Regions from separate parts of the Zea mays genome. Here region 1 is linked to region 2. A link is a contact called in public Hi-C data. All regions are on one chromosome and are shown on one strand. Each heading gives the region's core, a stretch centred on a gene start, on an enhancer-like site or on the middle of the called end of the contact. The rest is flanking DNA. Distances are from core to core; before and after follow the strand shown. Region 1 holds the start of LOC103630228 (protein SENESCENCE-ASSOCIATED GENE 21, mitochondrial). Region 2 holds the start of LOC103630225 (putative E3 ubiquitin-protein ligase LIN-1).

Evidence for each region. A called contact is a pair of places that touch in the nucleus more often than the background predicts.
Region 1: a Hi-C map of leaf shows a contact between it and region 2, with 4 times the contacts expected there. The contact joins the promoter of LOC103630228 here to the promoter of LOC103630225 in region 2. A contact is called at or near these places in 3 of 25 Hi-C or Micro-C datasets (ear, leaf and tassel).

Annotation. Positions count from the first base shown.
Region 1 is chr6:149,410,648-149,414,029 of Zm-B73-REFERENCE-NAM-5.0, forward strand. LOC103630228 (protein SENESCENCE-ASSOCIATED GENE 21, mitochondrial) reads left to right here and starts at 1,880. Exons shown (of 1, transcript XM_008651300.4): 1 at 1,880-2,584. The coding sequence starts at 2,017. The coding sequence ends at 2,298.
Region 2 is chr6:149,223,003-149,226,754 of Zm-B73-REFERENCE-NAM-5.0, forward strand. LOC103630225 (putative E3 ubiquitin-protein ligase LIN-1) reads left to right here and starts at 1,961. Exons shown (of 17, transcript XM_008651295.4): 1 at 1,961-2,873. The coding sequence starts at 2,200. LOC103630224 (a long non-coding RNA gene) reads right to left here. Exons shown (of 4, transcript XR_002262876.3): 4 at 3,205-3,752.

The DNA of each region.
Region 1 (3,382 bases), core at 630-3,129, 190 kb after region 2:
GATATTAACAAAACCATCCCTAAGAATACTTTTTATGAATGATTAGAGCATCTTCACCAGTTCCGGTAAAAGTCCATAAATTTAATTTAGAGTGTTATTAATCAGAGAACATGCTCCAATAGTTTCTTAAATGAGGTCCACAAATATACTAATTTTTAATATCCTTATTTAGTCCACAGATTTAGGAATGTGTTTGGCACGCCCAGTAACTCATTTCATGTGTCAATCGCACTATAAAATCATATATCTACCATCGAGTTCGCGCTCGGTACAAGTAATGTACTTTGAATAATTTGAGCTACGGAAATGATAAATTCATCATCCCTGTTTGACAAGTCTAAAGATGACATCCAAAAAATTAAATAAAAATGAGCGACCGTGATTCATGCTAAATGAAAATAGTAATCAACAGAGAAGACTAATTATTGAACTTTATTACACAAATGAAACCAAATTTAAAGGTGCAAGTAATAAGTAATATATATTTAGCAACTTGCTAAATCTGAGCATTTTTTTTAGGGAACTAATGAAGATGCTCTTAAATGCTTGACACTATAATCTTAATATCATTATAGTCGATAGAATAATAGTGTGTTTTAATCGACACTGAAAATCCCTTTTGACCCTCCCTTAGTAAACATATTATGTGTACTAGTTAGGTGGCCGCATATTGCTACGCTTTTTTATATATTATATATAGGTAAACTTTTGTATAACATGAATCAGCAGAGGATCGCTTTGTTCCCTTCTCCTCTCTAAGCTGATCGACTAGAGTTTGATTCAGTCGTAGCTTCTTCCCTGGGCGCGTAGGAGGGGTGCGAGCACGAAGATTTTTCTACTATCGGTTCCTTCTCTAACCACAAACGCCATGCTTAGCTAGCTGAGCAAGTTAGGAGGACCAAAGGAGAGATGAAGATTAAAGAAATTGCTTTGGGGTTGTTGGATACTCTTTGGAGTTTGGATGACTGAAAAGGATGAACTGATTAAATTGGCAGTAGCAGTAAACCATAGCAGCTACATTGGACCTCAATCCCTTGTTGCAACACCTCTCTCTCTCTTACTTTTCTGGACCGGAAGACAAGCGTGGCTCATGTATGAGTCTGAAGCCCAACACAGATAGTTTGTATCCTCCTCGATTCAATTTTTAGCTAGCTAAATGTTCAACTAAGGACTTGTTTGAAAGCGTCCGGTTTTCAAGAAACTAGTTTATGAAAATTGAGGTGGTTCTAAATATAATAGTTTATGCTTTAGTTTATAGAAATTAGATTTACAGTTTCTTAAAAACTAAAAAACTGACCTCTTCTAAATAAGAGATAAAAACCAGTTTCTTAAAAATCGAGTTGCTTTGACCTAACTTCTCCTATAAGATGAGCACAGAGCCTTAGCTCGGTTGGTCCGTTCTCCGGTGGCAGAACGACAGGTCCTAGGTTCGAGCTTCACTCGTCTCAAGATTTCCCGATTGAGGGTTTTATTCTCTCTAATAATATTTCAGTGGTGTTGCCTCAGCGCAGAGCACACCAGTGAAATAGTAAGGAGCTGTTTGGTTCGCTGCCTAATTTGTCACACAAACAAAAAAACCCTAAATCATTCAGCTTTCACGAAATGAAATAAAAAAACTCTTTGGGCCGTTGATATCTGGAAGGCCCATCTAAGGAGAAGGCCTATTCCCACGAAATAGTAGACGGCGGTGAAGGGATATGTTCCATCATCATGCTCTTTCCTTCCTAAAAACAGAAGAAACCCCGCTATGCATGTGACAAAACGTGCCTTCCGGCAAGTTCTGACAACCTCCCATTGCCATTGCTCATTATTAGGTTCTATCCCCTTTTTTTTTTGTTGCTTCTATATATATATAGTAAGAGTATTATAGTATTAGCGTGTGCTCTTGGGTCGTCGTCGTGGGCCTTCATTTCTCCTAGAAGGTCGAGAGGAGAAGAAGGCGAGACGTGCAGTCCGTCGGGCACCGATCGAGAACAGGGAACCGATCAAGTCGTACGTCGTCAGCATCACGACCGGATGGCGCGTGCCGCGTCCAGCTATGTATCCAGGAGGGGGCTCTCCGCAGCGATGACGGTGGCGGCGGAGTCCGTGAAGAAGGTGGAGGAGAAGGCGGTGAAGCTGGGCACGGTGGCCAAGGACATCGCCAGCGCCATGGCCACCACGACGGAGGAGAAGACGGCGTTCTGGGAACCTGACCCCGAGACCGGATACTACCGTCCGGTCACCGGCACGAAGGAGGTGGACGCCGCCGACCTGCGCGCCGAGATGCTCAAGCGGAGGATTCTGCAGGACGACTGATGCATGCAGCATGCACTAGCTGCCCCTGTTCGATCGCCAAGATCACACCACGACGAAGATACTGTACCTAGTAGTACGTACGTACGTGTACACCTGATTATCCGAAGAAGATGGCCAGCCGATTATTAACCATTGGCTATCTTCGATCGGGGCCAATTTCAGAAGGAATTTCCTTTACTTTCTGTAGCAAATGATCGGGTTCCTGCACAGTTCATCAGGAATTCCATTGTATGCTCGTGTTGGTATATATACGTACGATGGGGTACCATTCTGGTCACCATAAAAATCTCATGACAATATGCTAGAATTATAGGCATTTTCCATATCATTTTAATTCCATAAATTAACATTATGACGATGACATATAAAAGATAATTAACTATAGAAATCATTGTCGGGTACCGTAATTAGGGGTACCCCTAATACTCCTAAACGCGGCCGAAAAACATCTTCAGAATAAACCATACACGGCTGATAAAGCACGGTTCAAGTCAAGGTCACATTTACCGAGGGACGCGACCTCATCCGAGCCCAGCCTCGGCCTCGGGCGGGAACAGTAGTCCCGGACGGATTCACGCCTCGCCCGAGGGTCCCCTCAGGCGATGAGCTAGCGCACCCTCGGCTCGCCTGAAGCCTAGCTTCGACAGACTTTGTCGTGCAGCGACCTTGGCCAAATCGCCTTACCAGCCGACCGTATCGCATGCGCATTTAATGCGGGGATCGCCTGACACCTTATCCCGACACGCGTGCCTCAGTCGGCAAGGTCGAAGTGACCGCAGTCACTTCGACCCTTTACTGACCGATCTGACAGGAAAACAGCGTTGTTCGCCCCGCTCCGGCTACTGTGCCAACCACCAGGATAAAACGGAGTCACGATCTTCCACGAGTTTGGCCTCGGGCACAACAGGGAGCTCCGCCTCGCCCGATCTCAGGCCTCGGCCTCGGAAGAAGATCTCCGCCTCGCCTGACCCCAGGCCTCGGCCTCAGCCTCGGGCTCGGGAGGAGTCACAACCTCGCCCGAGCCCAACCTCAGCCTCAGGAGAAGTCTCCGCCTCGCCCGACCTGGGCCTCGGACCGACTATGC
Region 2 (3,752 bases), core at 711-3,210:
ATCCAATTGTTGCAATCAACAAAAGTAATAGCTTCAGAATAATTAGAAGGTTCTAAATTACATTCAATCTCTTCTACAACACATAGCATCAACAACATTTCATTCTTCAACTAAACTTTTAACTAGTTGGGCTATCTTACGACTCTATCAACAATAATAGAATATTATGGAGATTGCACAACTAGGAAAGAATGTTCAACAATAGAAGACTCATCAATAATGGGAAAATTTTCAGCAATAGGTGCATCTTGAACAACAATATTGTCAATATCTAGTACATTAATTAATTGCTCCACTTGCATACTTTTCTCTCTCACACTCACAACAGATTGTCACGAAGCATAGCGTATCCATTAAAGATAACGCTCCTACTAAGCACAAACTTGAAAGTTTGGTAATTTCATAATTTATAACCATTAACATCAGGTTAAAGACATCACTCTAGTCTCTAATTTACCATTATCAACATGAGCATAAGTAATACAACCAAAAACTCTCAATTGTTAATAATCCGATAGAGAACCTGAGCATATCTCAATTAAAGTTTTCTTACCAATGGTAATACAGGGTGACTAATTAATAAGGTAGCAAAAAGTAGAAGCAGATTCATCATAAAACGCACATATTGAAACCTGAAGTAGACAACATGCAATGTGCCTTAGATATGATAGTCTGTTCCAACGCTCAGTTATGCCATTCTGTTGAGCATATAAGAAATTGTGTAGTGCCTAACCATTTTAAAATTGCCTCTATACCAAACATATATAGATAATTTTTTTGTGGGGTTCATGATTTTGTCTAACATGTTTTTTTATTCTTAAAAAAAATTACACCAAACTAAAACTGTAGTTTTAGGGGTGTTTGAATGCACTAGAGTTAATAGTTGGTTGACTAAAAAATTGCTAGTGAAATTAGCTAGCTAACTGTTAGCTAATTTGCTGAAAGTAGTTAATGGTTAAACTAGCTGTTTGATTTAGCTGCTAATTATTAGCTCTAGTGCATTCAAACACACATTTAGTCTAAGAAAACATTTGTAATAACAATCGCTTGTCCCGTGCATATGGCTATGTTTGGCATAATTTATTTTCTCTTCAAAGGTTTAAGCAGAAGATATATCAAACAAGTAGTTTTTGCAGCAGGCGGCGGCTTATCATTTCAGCTGCAGAATAAACTAAAAGCAGTCAATAAAGAGAAACTGATTTTTATTGATTTTTCAGATAAGCTGTTTTTCTAATGAGCAAGAGTTGTGTCAACAGGACCATAAACGGAAGACATATGGCTTTTATGTTCCTACATTTTTCTCCCACAACTTTTGTCTCGGGCTGAGGGAAGTAATAAACCCCCACTTCTCATTGAATGCCTTAGATTTAGTAGTATTATTATTAATGCCTTCACAACGCTCAGACACTCACGCCTAGAGATGGCAATGGGGACCCGATCCCCGATTCCCCGCGGAGAATTCCTCTATTAGGGGATGGGGACGGGGGAGTTCCTTCCCCCACGGGGATGTAAATGGGGGAAAATTCTCCCCCGACGGGTAAACGGGGACGGGGATGGGGAAGCATTCCCCATCCCCGTTCCCTGCGGGGACCCGTTAAACTTACATGTGACAATGTTTTCATGTAATAGTTAATGATAAAAATACAGAATTACCTTGTCAGGAGATCACTCATTGTACAAATACATTGATTTTAATGCATACATAATGATTTTTACATCTAACAATGTGTATAAGTGACAATGTTTTACATTAATAATAAATGAAGTATGATTTAATTATAATTTAAATGGGGATGGGGATACCCGACGGGGATTTATCCCCGCGGGGAACGGGGATGGGGAAGAAATGTCCCCCGCAAGCATTCGTGGGGATCCCCATGGGGAAATTTTTTCGTCGCGGGGACGGGTTTGGGGAGCTAAAACCCGACGGGGAATTCCCCGTTGCCATCCCTACTCACGCCTCACGGACGGGAAGATGTATAACCTCCCAAATCTCTCTCTATCTCTCTCTACTACTAGCTTGCTCCATGAAGTCAAGAGAGGACGGACAGGGACCAGTCGCTCCCCATACCAGACCAAGATTGGCATGAGCCACTGCAACCAGGCTTCACCCACGGCACCACATCCTCCTGTTCCTGGTGGTGGTGATTGGTGACGACGAAAGAGCTTGCTTCTAAGCACCGGCATTGCGGCGACACAATGCCGACGGCGCCAGCGGCGGTGCTGCCGCGCACTTGCATGGACTCCCTCATCGCCTTCCTCCACCACCACCTGCGCGCGCTCCTCGCCGACCCCGCCGCGCTCCACGCCACGCGCCGCCGCTGTCTCGCTCTGCTCACGCCCCCACGGCGGCACCATTGTCGTAAAAACCTCTCCGGAGCGCAGGAGGAGGAGGAGAACGAAGACGACGCCGTCCTCGCCGCGCTCCACGGCTCCATCGACGCGCTCCTCCCGTCCCCCGTCGACGGCGCGGCGGCCGTCTGCCTGGCGGGCGTCGAGGAGGCGCTGCAGGCCCCCGCGCTGCTGCCGGAGCACGGCGAGACGGCGGGGCTGGACAACCGCCGCGTCGCCGCGTGCGCCTACTTCTACCTCGCGCTCGTGCGGTGCGCCCAGGGGGACGCGTGGCAGATGTCCATGGACCTCCTGCAGGCCGTCGCCGTGTGCCCAGCCGCGGTGGCCGCTGGCCGCGAGGACGGCGCCCGCCGCGCCGGGCTCGCGCCACGCGCGCTCTGGGAGGGGCTGTTCGACGACGGCGTGCTCGCCAGGGCCGGCGGCGCCGGCGAAGAGGACGCGGCGCGGCGCGCGGCCAGGCGTTACAAGGACTGGCTCATGTACTACAAGGTGGTGGCCGCCGCGCCGGAGCAAAATGGCGGGTGAGTAAGAACAGAACAGGGAACTACTTTACCGCGGCAGTTATAACGGCATGCTCCACTTGTGAGTGACGCCGTCGCTGCATGGGCATGGCACGCTCATCAGGCCACTGGAAATTGAAAAGGGATGACTTTTCATGACAGGCCGCAATGATTATTATTGTGATGTGCTGAAGAGGGCTGTTAAAGTTTTTTTTTTCTTGCTATGCATGCCTTTTCTCCATCTCCATGTCACCTTTTTTTTTAGGCCCTTTTCTCCATGCTGATTTCCCACCATGGTTTTTCAAGCAAAAAAACAAATGATATTTTTTTATACATATGAAGGTCGTCGATGTGTTTTGCTGATAATATAGAAAATATTGCAATAAAACCTTAAAGGCTGCAAAATCTCAATTTATGAGCAAGAGCTACACTAATTCCTTAATCCAAACCAAAACAAGAGATGCCCTTTTTCCTTGAATGCTTAATTCTCGTTTTCTGAAACAGAAAAAAGGAAATATCTTTGCATAGTCCATGTGAAGCGAAAGTCCGCACATTCCAGAGAGTCCAATTAGGCAAAATAGGAAAGATCGGCGCTCTCTCTTTTCCAAAAGGGAAGCTAAAGGCAAAATGCCACACACCTTTTTGGCCAATGTTATCTTCACATTCCCTGGGCTCATACCCCTGAAGCAAAGCAAAGCAAAGCAAAGCCGGGGGAGCAAACATTCTCCACTTCCGGCTTGAGACAAGCATGTACACTAAACCATCCTGGTCCACTGCAGATGCCTGCCTGCCTGCAGAATGATAGCACCATCTAGAGAGATCATCTTCAGTCCTGCTGCATTGCCTACTGCTATGTATATAGTTTAAATAGCCAATAGGTGAAATCATGCTGTCAGTGTA